Linked DNA regions of Gossypium hirsutum: all the other regions are linked to region 2. The links are chromatin contacts, called in public Hi-C maps. All regions are on one chromosome and are shown on one strand. The core of a region is the stretch at or near the end of the contact, and the rest is flanking DNA. Distances in the headings are between cores, read along the strand shown. Region 1 holds the start of LOC107899753 (protein TONNEAU 1a). Region 2 holds the start of LOC107899432 (salt stress-induced hydrophobic peptide ESI3). Region 3 has its middle 37 kb from the start of LOC107899753.

Region 1 (3,490 bases), core at 496-2,995, 150 kb after region 2:
CACCTTCAACTGAACTGTATGTGGAGAACCATTCTCTATTAGGACACATGTGGAAAGAACATCCTGAATCTAGGATCCACTCAGACTTAAGCTTGGAGTTGTCGCTCGTTGACACTAACAAGAAATCATCACCACCTTCATCGACCAAATTAGCACCAACTACATCTTCCTCGTTACTCTCAGCAACTCTTTTATTTCGTAGTTTAAAACAATCTGCTTTGACGTGACCTAACTTTTTACAATAGCGACACCTTTTGTCTCGTTTCTTTGATGCTACCAAAACGGAAGCTAGCCTATCTGCTTTGCTATTCAAACCAAACTCATTGTCGAGTTTGTCTCTACTCAACAAATGACCCTTTACATCTTCGAACGAGAGTTTGTCTCTACCATAAATCAAGGTCTCCTTGAAAGACTTGTATGAAGAGGGTAAAGAGCACAATAATAGCATAGCTTGATCTTCATCATCAATATGAACCTCAACGTTCTTTAAATCATTTAAAAGAGTAATGAATTGACTGATGTGATCTTTAAGAAGCTCACCTTCGTTCATGCGAAATGTAAATAGACGTTGTTTCAACACTAAACGGTTAGACAGAGACTTAGTCGCATAAAGAGTTTCTAACCTTTTCCACAATGCGAAGGAGGTCTTCTCCATCAATACCTCCTGCAATACTGTATTCGCGAGGCACAACGGGATTGCAGATAAGGCCTTTTCATCAAACTCTTCCCATTCGGTTTGATTTAGATTCTCAAGCTTTTTCCCTGTAACAACCTTTTTCAAGCCGTTTTAAACTAGAATTGTCATCATCCGAACTTGCCACAAATTGAAATTTGTCTCACCATCGAACTTCTCAATTTCAAACCTTGTTGCTGCCATCTCTGAACGGGCTGATCTATGAAAATTGAACTAGCTCTAATACCACTTGTTAGGATCGTCCCGATTAAGCAACAAACAAGTAAAAATAGCAGAAGAAATTGAGAAGATGAAACACAAATTTAACGTGGAAAAACCCCTCCAAAGAGGATAAAAAACCACGGGCAAAGATAATTTTACTATAATGGCAAAAGAATGAAGAGTAAAAAAGATGGAGATAAAACTAAACCCCGAAAACCCGAAAAACAAAGAACCCTCAAAACGTAAACACAAAATTCTCTGAATGTGTTATGAGTTCTAATCTAATGGGTATTATTTCTAAGATTGTAAAAGAGTCTATTTATAGGCTAAATTAGTAAGTCAAATAAACTATACTAAAAAATGCTAAATATATTATACTAATAAATACTAAATCTTCTAGAAAGAAAACATATTTTTATTTAACTTGACTTGCAAGCAATCTTTTAGAATTTGGGTCACACAACTCTAACATATTTTAAAATATTTTTTAGGGATAAATTTTAAAATTATACATAAACTTTGATTTAATGTACAAGTATATACATGAATTTTAATTTGATGTTATTATACACGTGAAACTTTAATTTGATTTAATTTTACACATTTAAAAAAATAAATACATCAATTTTTTTATATTGGATAAATATAATTATTTATGTATGCAATATATAAACATAAAAATAATATTGTATTAATAATTATGTTAATAATTTATAAGAATTAGATCAAATCAAAATGAAAGTTCATGTATACAATTACACAATATATAATTTTAATATTTATCCTTTTTTTTTATATATTAAACATTTTTATGCTAAAATATTTGTGAACTCAAAACGATACACTGGAATAAAACATCTGCATATCAATTTCAATAAAAAACGGTGCATCCTAGATGCGGTTGGGACTACCTTGCGAGATATAGAAATGAACGGTTAAGATCACACTTTACACTCTGCGGGATCTCCCATCAGATTACACGATCGAACGGCCGAGATCACATTTTACCTCCAGTGGATCCCACATTCACCAGGAAAAAGATTGTTATATAAAATTATAATTTGCTGCTTCCATTTTTACTATCTCGCAGCAGAACAAACTTCATTTCTTCGTCACCAGAAGAAGAAAAAGAAAAAATCAATTCCCTTAAAATTTCTAGGAAATTTTGAGAATGGATGATTACACGAGAGAAATGATGGATTTGAAAACCCTAGTTACACGAACCCTTGAGAAGAAAGGGGTTCTAGCTAAGATCCGGGTAAGAAAAAAAACTTGTTATTATTTTGGTTTTGTTAATAGAATTTCGTGTTTGGTTCTCGTAATCGTGAAAGAATAAAATAATTTGGGTTGAAGAATTTGGCTTTCTTAAGTTGTAGTTGAGTAAAAAGATCCTCTTTTGGCTGGATCTTGTGTTTTGAATTATTTTAATTTTGTAAAACTACGTATTTTTAGTATTATTCGAATAGGTGAATTGGGTTTTAGATCTTTAGCTATTAATGTAGGACCCGCAAGTTAAGATTTAATAGGTTTTAAGCATCTAGGTGTGTTTTTATTTGGGGGAAAGTTAGAGAAATTGGAAATGCAATTTTTGTTGTTTTGAAGTACTGAGGAGTGAGGAGCAGGGTAGGAAATTTGCTATTATTTTTGTTTAGTTATATGCTGGAAACTTTGAATGTGTAGAAGTGTCTTTGCATCTGGGTATTCTGCATATTTTATTTTCATGCGCTTTAATTGAGCAAATTTGCTGATAATTTCTTTGAAATGTATTGGATTTGTGGAAGGTACAAAATGGGATTAGTGCACCATTTAGCTGCTAATGAAAAGGTTAACTTCTTTCGAGTAATTGAAGTGGGAACTGTTTGCTAGATCCGGAGTATCTACTATTTATATTTAATTTGGTTTTGGAAGACTTCAAATGAGCTGTTCCGAGTTTTGATTGTTTCTAAAGGAAATAGAAGAGAAAGTTGTCTCCTGAATTTTCAGGGATGTTGAGCCTAGTTATGACACTGTTGAATTCTCTCTTGTATTTTGAAGTGCTGGAAATTTGTTTCCCTGGTCTGTCTGTTTTGGGCTCCTAGACAGGGGATGAAAGAAAAGAGGGCCTGGGCAAGGGGCATATCAAGTGCCGATCTAATGAAGCCATAATTAGTAGTGTTATTATCTTTAAATGATTGCTGCTTGTGAAGTTTTGGAATTAAGAAAGCTGTTTTCTCCTTTGAGCATTACGTTTCTCATTTTTCCTGTTTGTTTTGTAATTTTAATTTAATTGGTATTTCAGTTTCCAATGAATTATGCACTTGAATTGCTTTTGGTTAACGATTCTTTGTCACCCCTTTTGGTTTTTTGCTAGGCTGAACTTAGGGCAAGTGTCTTTGAAGCAATAGAAGAGGAAGATCGAGTCATTGAAAAAGAAGAAGGTTTACCTCCTGCATTATTGGGAAGTTGCAATGATCGTGCTAAACGACTTCATGCTTCTCCTTTGGGTCTGTCTATTAAACTTTTAACCCTTATTATTATAATGCTATTTGAAGTTATTTAGTAGCCTGCATGTGATTTGGCTTCTGGCTCTAATGTTATTCTTACTTGAGTGTCATC
Region 2 (4,076 bases), core at 1,362-3,861:
ACTCTCATTGTTCTTGGTGATTTGATCTGACTTATTTAGCATTGCTAGTAGCGTCATCCTATCCCCATTCTTGAACTTATCACTTTCGAGTATGGCGTTCATCCCTTATACCGTTGGTTCCTATCTTACTAGATAGCGGGTCTCGGTTCTATCCAACTTTCCGCCAATCACCTTGAAACGTTTAAGAATCAAGTCTTTAATTTCTATTAAAGGTTTATTCTTGTTTTAAGTTCGTTATATCCATCTATTCAACCTATCTTCATTTTTATCCGCGGTTTTAAACCATTTTCTTTAAAATATAAACCTTTTGTTAAACCGAAACGAGAACTACTTAATTTGACGATTGGGCATTTCAACGACTCAATTACCCCCGTAATCAGGTTCGTATCACTTGCAATTACTTTTGTTATATACGTGATGTCCATATTTTTCAACACATTTGAATCTCAGATTTGGTTGCATAGCATGATGTAATTATGTGTTAAGCTTAATAATACGTATAAATTATTCAAGTGATTTATAAATAAGATTATAGTTGCTCTGACAACGAATATAATATTTTATAGCTCAAATAAGATTTGATCAGGTATGGGATATTACAAATTGTAATATACGAATTTTAAATTATGTATTAAAAAAAAAAGAAGTCATCCTATTGAGTTCATATGATCAAGAAAAAATATCCATCCGTCAAGAAAAATCAAGAAAATGGACATGGCATGCCAGTAATTTAAAAAAAATAAAAATATATTTTAAATTTGATAAAAAAAATCTTTTGAGTTCTTATGATCAAGAAAAATTACTAATATTTTTTAGTAAATTCTTTTACCCTTAAACTAATAATTTATTTTTGAAAAGAAAATTGTATTGGAAACTTGAAAAAACCAAAAAGAAAAAGTGAGAGCAAGGATATAGTTTTCAATTTAGAAGAAAAGTTTATGATATTTGAATTTTGAGAATTTTAAAAAATTTCTGGGATTTGTTGAAATCCAAATCCATGTTCAGAAATTTGCCCAAATCTTGATTTTATAAAAGTTAAGATCATCACTTATGAGAATCCAAGTTGTGTGGAGAAAAAGAAGAAACCTGATGTGGAGGGCCATGGATGAATGGGTTATGAGGCAGTGTGGTCGAGCAAGGGGGAGTGGGAATATGTAAAATAAAGGAAAATGCTGTAAAGTAAATTGCGGTGGTGGATGAGAGGAAGGAAGAGCCTATCTACAAATTTTCAGGGTATGGTAGAAAGTGATTAATATTTATTAAAGAAGAAATAGAATGAGAATTAGGAGAGAATGTAGGCTAAAAGGATATCTTCTTTACAAGGTTTTTGATAATCAAATTCAATCTAATAATGTAGATACCAAATATTAATGCTTATTGATAAAGAATAAAAAAAAATGCAGGAAAAGATGTTTATAAAATCAAATCACTTCTAATCCTTTGCTTTACAATTGAGATACTCATGGAAGAAAACATATCTCATTAACTGAAAACACAGCTAATTTCCATCAAGATCTAAACCTAAAATACACCAAATTATAAAACAAAAGCAGAAAATATCTGCACTTTGCTATACTACTAATACATAAATTGCATATATAATTCCTGGAAGATAACCCACCAATGTCAGCACCAAATCAATCCAGAATTCCACCTGCCAACCCATCATCATTTTGTAATCCACATCATATACCAATATATATATATATATATATATATGAAGAGAAAGAGAAAGGGAAAGTGAAATACCCCTAAGCCATAACGAAGAAAAACTCCAACAGGAGGAAGAAGAATTGCAAGAATCACTTCAATCAAAGTCTCTGAACCCATTTTTTCCAAATTAAACTCAATTTCTTTTCCATTTCTTCGGCTTCAAATAGCAGGGCTGAAGGACAGGTGGCAAAATTATGGAGCTTAGACCTTACAGATGGCGATCATTCCCCTTTGCATTCGGATTTGGATTTTACTCCAATCATAAATTCTTATTCGGCTCCAAGCAAACTTAATTTACCATTTTCCCATTTGAATATATTTTTATTATTCACGTCAAGTCCAACCTGAAAAGTTATGGATTCCATTTTGATTAACTGAACAAGCCAGTTTTGGCAAAAGAACATCATTAGCATTCATTCTTTACAGATCAAATTCACGAGGAACCAAAACAATTATCAGGAGCTGATAATCCCCTATACGACATCGATATGATTAAGCAGCAGAAAGAAATACATTCAATTAAACAATTCTCTAGGTCCTCTCCTCTAGGAATTAACATCAGTGAAAAACGTCATATCATATATTACACTAGCCGGAGCATATGTGAATGGCAATGCACTCAGTACAGCATAATTTGACAAAGAAAGAATCCGAGCACAAGAGACACGAGTTGCACCAGACGAGCCATCTGCCGCCTCCTAGGTTTGGGTTTGGGCTTGGGCTTGGGCTTGGTTTTTGTGTAAGAATGAGTTTGGATTTTGGGTTTAAAATATTTGAGTTTGGGGTTAATTTTCTATACTAAAAATTTGTATCTATAAAATATAAAAATATATGCATATATAACCGAGTTAGGATTGGGTTTCAAAAATTCTATTCAAAGCTTGACTCGAATAGAAAACAGGCTTACATGTCACTAAGAATAATTTTTAGAAAATAATTTCTCTCTCTAACAATAAAAAATATTTTGCACAGAGTCATCCAAACACTAAAAATGATGTCTTCTCAAAAAATTAATCCATTTTCTAAAAGTTCTCTAAGAAAAAACAAAACGCAGCATTAAAAGTTACATCAACCTAAACAAATACTACTTAAGTTTTACTTACATAAGAGTTATAATCTAATCAATTTTCTATAAAGTAAAGCTAAAATCAGCATAAAATAATATTTTCATAAGAGTCCTGATGTGATCCAATGTTTTCAACTATAAAAGTTCAACTCAAATATGGGTCGCCTTTTGACTTAAATATTCAAGGCTCAAGTTCAACTCAATCTCTTTTTAAGTTTATAATACTTTATATTATGTTAGTTTTATATATTATATAATTTATAACACAAAAAATAAATTTATGCTGAATATATAATACCGCTCTAATATAAACACTAAAATAATGTTAATATAACTATATAAAAAATTATAATAAATAAAAAATATATAAAATTATTACATATTTAATTAAAATAATATAAATATTTTTAAAAAATAATATGGACGGTCTTAAAATAGGTTTGGTTTGATCTTTTGTAAATATAGATGAGTTTAAACAAAATTTTACATTCACATTTCAGATCAACTAGGCTTAAGCAACATAAAGTATGTTAATATCTTGCATAAATCAACTTGGCTAATGTACACCTCGCTTCTTTTTCTACCTTTCTTTGTTTGGGGTTCAAAGAAAAGAAATGAAAAGGAAAAAAAGAACTTAATTTAAAAAAAACAAAACAAACAATTGGGCTATTTTTAATATGTTTAACATATTATAAATTATTATTCAGTAAAAAAAATAAAAAGAAAATGGGAGAAGAAAATAAAGAATAGAGAAAAGAATGTGTTAAATTTTGTATTAATATTTTTATATTTAAAATAAAATTTACTGTTACAAGTTTATAGATTTTTTGTAGGTTAATATTTGTTTTATATATTATTTTTAATATGTTCATTGCAGTATCCCATCATTCTATTTTTATATTAAATTTTAATTATTCTTCTAAGTCAACACATGTCATGTTTATTAATAAATTTAAAAAGAAGTAATTTATTCAACATGTTAGGAAATTTTTAATATTTAAATAATTTATTTAAAGTGATTGATCTACAAACTAACCCTCACATTAGCTTATTATACCTGATTTAAAAAATTATAACAAATTTAATTTTCATAATCAATAAATTTTAATTTACAGTTAATTTTTACCTTAATTAACTAAAATTTTATAAAGAAAATTAGAAACCCCAGCGGTAATCAAGACTAGTGTACATAAAAAAGGACGTAGTAGGTCCTAACACCTTTCTTCACTGCCAAATTTAGCCTCGTTACCGTAAACAAATCACCCTTTTTAAAGAAATTTTACTTGGTTTATTCAAA
Region 3 (3,690 bases), core at 1,136-3,635, 190 kb after region 2:
ACATTTTTTACTCCATTTGTACTATAATAATTTAATTTTACACTTTATAACTACTCGAGTATATACTTATATTTTAGTTCTAGTGGTAATGTTTAAAAAAAATCAAACCACGGTTTTTTCTTTTTACCAACAAAACTTCAACTGAAATTTACCATCACTAGACGAATAATTTATTGACCATATTTTATAATATTGTTATATTATATATTATATAAAAGAAAGTACAAGAGGATATATGAAAATTTTGTTTTAAAATAGTTCTTTTGACTTCTAAAATATTTCCTAGGCACTATTTTTTAAATTAAATTTTAAATATAGTTTTCTTGTCATTAATATATTATCATTAATTTTAAGTGATAAATTGCTTTAAACATCATTAAATTATAATTAAAAATTAAAACTAAAATCGCAACCTAAATAAAAAATATATAATTGCATACAACAATTAGATATAATAACATTTTAAAAAATATTATAAAAACATATTTTAAATATAAAAATTTTCGATGTATTTAAATGACATCATCATCAACTTTGAGAGTCTTAACTGTTTAAAAATAATCCATCAAATCTAAAATGACATCAACTTATAATAGAAAAAGTAATTATCTTTTCAAAAGTTTTTATCCAAAACGATTTTTAGTACACCAGAAATTGTGTATCTATACCTCTCTTGGCAATTGAAACATCCTGTTTTGATTTTTTTTTTCTTTTAAAAAATATAAACTACATTAATGGGGAACTATGATGTTTTTGGTATTAAAAATTGAAAATATTTGAATTTTCCCGATTAAAAACAATAAAATGAAGCAAGAAAAAGAAAAAAAAACTTTTATATATGGGAAACGTGAAGGGGTTATTTGGAACATCAACCCCTAACTGTTTTTAATTTGTTTTATAAAAGATTTTCGTCTTTCTAATTTTCTCATTTAGTCTCATAAATTAAAATATTATCTAATTTTAGAAACATGTTAATATTATTAACTATGTTAGTCCCTAAAATTTTTATATTACTTAGGAAAAAAATTTATTTACTTTTAATTTCTAGTATCATGCTTTTATGAAATTACATAATTGTTTTAATCTTTGTGACATTTTTTTTAAAATTTTAAATTTGAATGAAATATTGATAAAATAAGTGGTTTTCAAATACATTATTTTTAAAAACTTAATAAAAAACTATAATAGTTGTCTGAATTATTTGAACATTATAGTGTCCTAATTTTATATCTTATATAGTATTTAAACATTGGTTGAAATTAAATAATTTTCTAATATACAACTTATTATTAAATTTTGGCTTAAACTTTATATAAATTTATTTAGTTTGTAATTTCTACATGTTGTTAGTATAAACAATCATTTAAAACCATTTAAATCTTAGTTCTTTTTAGAAAATTTACATGAAAATTAAAAAATATTATATATATTTACAATACTTTCTCAACTTTTATTGTAAATAAAACTATGATCGTAATGCTGTCTCACATTAAATTATTTTGTTTAATATAAATTTATGTTTTTATTAAAATATTAATAAAAATGAAATATATTTTAATTAGCACATGACATTCCATGTAAAATAGTTGTCAATACTATTTGAATTTCAATAAATTTTCTCGTAACATTTATACATGTAATATATTCAAATATCACAAATATATTATACTCCAAATAATTTATATATATAGTCAATCTGTGCGAAGTAAATTAGTTAAATTTATATTTTAAAATATAATAATATTTAATTAGATTTATTAATTAAATTAGAGTAAAGATAAATATAAAATTATATTAACAATTTAATATTAAAACAAATAATTAAACAATATATATAATAAATAATATGTAAGAAATTAGTAATATTGTTATTTAAATTATAAAATATTAATATTAATATATATTACTATTTTTTGTATTATTTTAATATTAAATATTTTAAAATTAAATAACATTAATATAATTGATTTTAAATTAGTTAAATATTTTTAAAAGTATTTTGTAATTACATGTCTTTTCAATTTATTAATTATTTGTTAAAGAAATTCATTAAAAATTTAAAACAAAAACTAATATTTTAAATTTAATATATATAAATACAAACTAGTTATATAAATATAAAGATGATAAATAATTTTGTATATATTAAATATTTCATATTTTTATATCATTTAATCCAAGGTGCCAGCGAAGATATTTAATTGCTGATATGGCAAAACCCTAGGACTGACAGGTAAAATTCAAAATGTATAAGGGTACTCTCGTCATATGAATTGTAAAGATGTCGTCATTAGTTTCAATAACAAGGCCAATGGCCTAATAAGCTATGCATACAGTGGTCACTTGGAAAACGACGTCGTCCAACTTTTACCGTCTCCTCAAATTCCCCAAGCATCATTAACTCAACGCACAACGTGCCACTTGTCCCTTTACACGATTCAGTGAATCGCCGAAGATCCACCACAAAACTACTGACAGCCAAGCTTTAAATCTCGGTCCCACGTCATCAGATTTAGTCCCACGTGGTTTGCTGACATGGCGTTATTTCGAGCCGTTACTTAAGCCACGTGATCTCCACATCAGCAATATAATATCTTTTTTATTTTATTTTATGTATCTTCATCGTTTTTTTTACTCTTACAATCTTTGGCCTTCGCCGTTTCTCAACCAGTCAAGCCATATTTTTTCCCTCAAAATCTTCTTTTGAAATTTAGAATTTTTTCTTTTTATCATTTATTAAATAAAACCCCTAGATTTTTAATGTGCTTTGAGTAACTGGAAGCGAGATTTGGAGTGTTTTTTTCCTCTGAAATTTTCATTGTTTTTAGCTTTTGAAAATTTCGACCGTTAAGAGAATGGGATGAGGAATGAGGATCGATCTGAAACGAGTTCCGAAAGGTAAATAATTGCAGCATTTTTTTTAAAAAATTCAAGTATATTTTTTGTTAACAATTTTCTCGGTTTCTGGGGTTTCTTTTGCTATTGGGAGACTAAACCTTTTTTTTTTCCTTTTTCAATTTTCCTGAAACTGGGTTTGAAATTCGGATGTTGGTTTCATTTGTCATTGTTTATTAAATCTCTGTCTTTTTTCTTTCATTTGATTATAATTTTTTTTATGTTGTTCAAAATTCAATCTTTTAGTTCTTTTCTTTTTCCAGTGGAAAATAAGAATAGTTTCTTTTTTCTTTCTTTAACCCTGCCCCCGGGAGAACAAAGAGCAAAAAGAGAAGGCATTGGAGCATTTATTTGAATAAAGAGTGATTCAATTCATCAAATTTATTTGAATCGACTTACTTTTGAATGTTTCAGCTAGTTTTCTTCTTTATTTCTTTATTTCAATCATATTTTTTTTCATTTTTATTCGATATTTTTTGTCTTGTCATCATAGAAAATTGGTGCTGTTTTCAACTATACTGACGTAAAATTTGAGAATTATGGTCTAGTACGATTCTTGGACTGTAAGATATTTGGGGAAAATAAATCTGGAAATCGAAATTTCAAGTCTTTTTCTTTTGGTTGTTTAATTCAGTTTTTGCAGTCTGTTTTAAATTGAATATTTTGAATTAGCCATATTGAGGATTTAAATTTCGATTTCATTTTCTTTTCGTGCATATAATTTCAATTTATAAACGTTTCTAGTTTCTTTATATTTCTTTTACTTCGTTAAACATTACGAAAAAATGATTATTT

Evidence for each region. Hi-C and Micro-C count contacts between places; a contact is called where the count stands out from the background.
Region 1: a contact with region 2 is called in a Hi-C map of leaf, with 4 times the contacts expected there. The contact joins the promoter of LOC107899753 here to the promoter of LOC107899432 in region 2. A contact is called at or near these places in 9 of 34 Hi-C or Micro-C datasets (callus, leaf and petal).
Region 3: a Hi-C map of leaf shows a contact between it and region 2, with 1.6 times the contacts expected there. The contact joins the enhancer-like site here to the promoter of LOC107899432 in region 2. A contact is called at or near these places in 2 of 34 Hi-C or Micro-C datasets (leaf and seedling).

Annotation. Positions count from the first base shown.
Region 1 is chrD04:17,948,745-17,952,234 of Gossypium_hirsutum_v2.1, reverse strand. It overlaps LOC107899753 (protein TONNEAU 1a), which reads left to right and starts at 1,745. Exons shown (of 8, transcript XM_016825539.2): 1 at 1,745-2,153; 2 at 3,246-3,378. The coding sequence starts at 2,067.
Region 2 is chrD04:18,103,806-18,107,881 of Gossypium_hirsutum_v2.1, reverse strand. LOC107899432 (salt stress-induced hydrophobic peptide ESI3) reads right to left here and starts at 2,611. Exons shown (of 2, transcript XM_016825144.2): 1 at 1,750-2,611; 2 at 1,399-1,654. The coding sequence starts at 1,830. The coding sequence ends at 1,571.
Region 3 is chrD04:17,911,541-17,915,230 of Gossypium_hirsutum_v2.1, reverse strand. It overlaps the pseudogene LOC107899754. Among protein-coding and RNA genes, the nearest start is that of LOC107899753, 37 kb to the left of the region's middle. Within about 2 kb of position 2,385, at least 4 of the 9 cell types and tissues checked have an H3K27ac peak or open chromatin away from gene starts, as enhancers often do. A contact at or near this core is called in leaf, where this site is marked.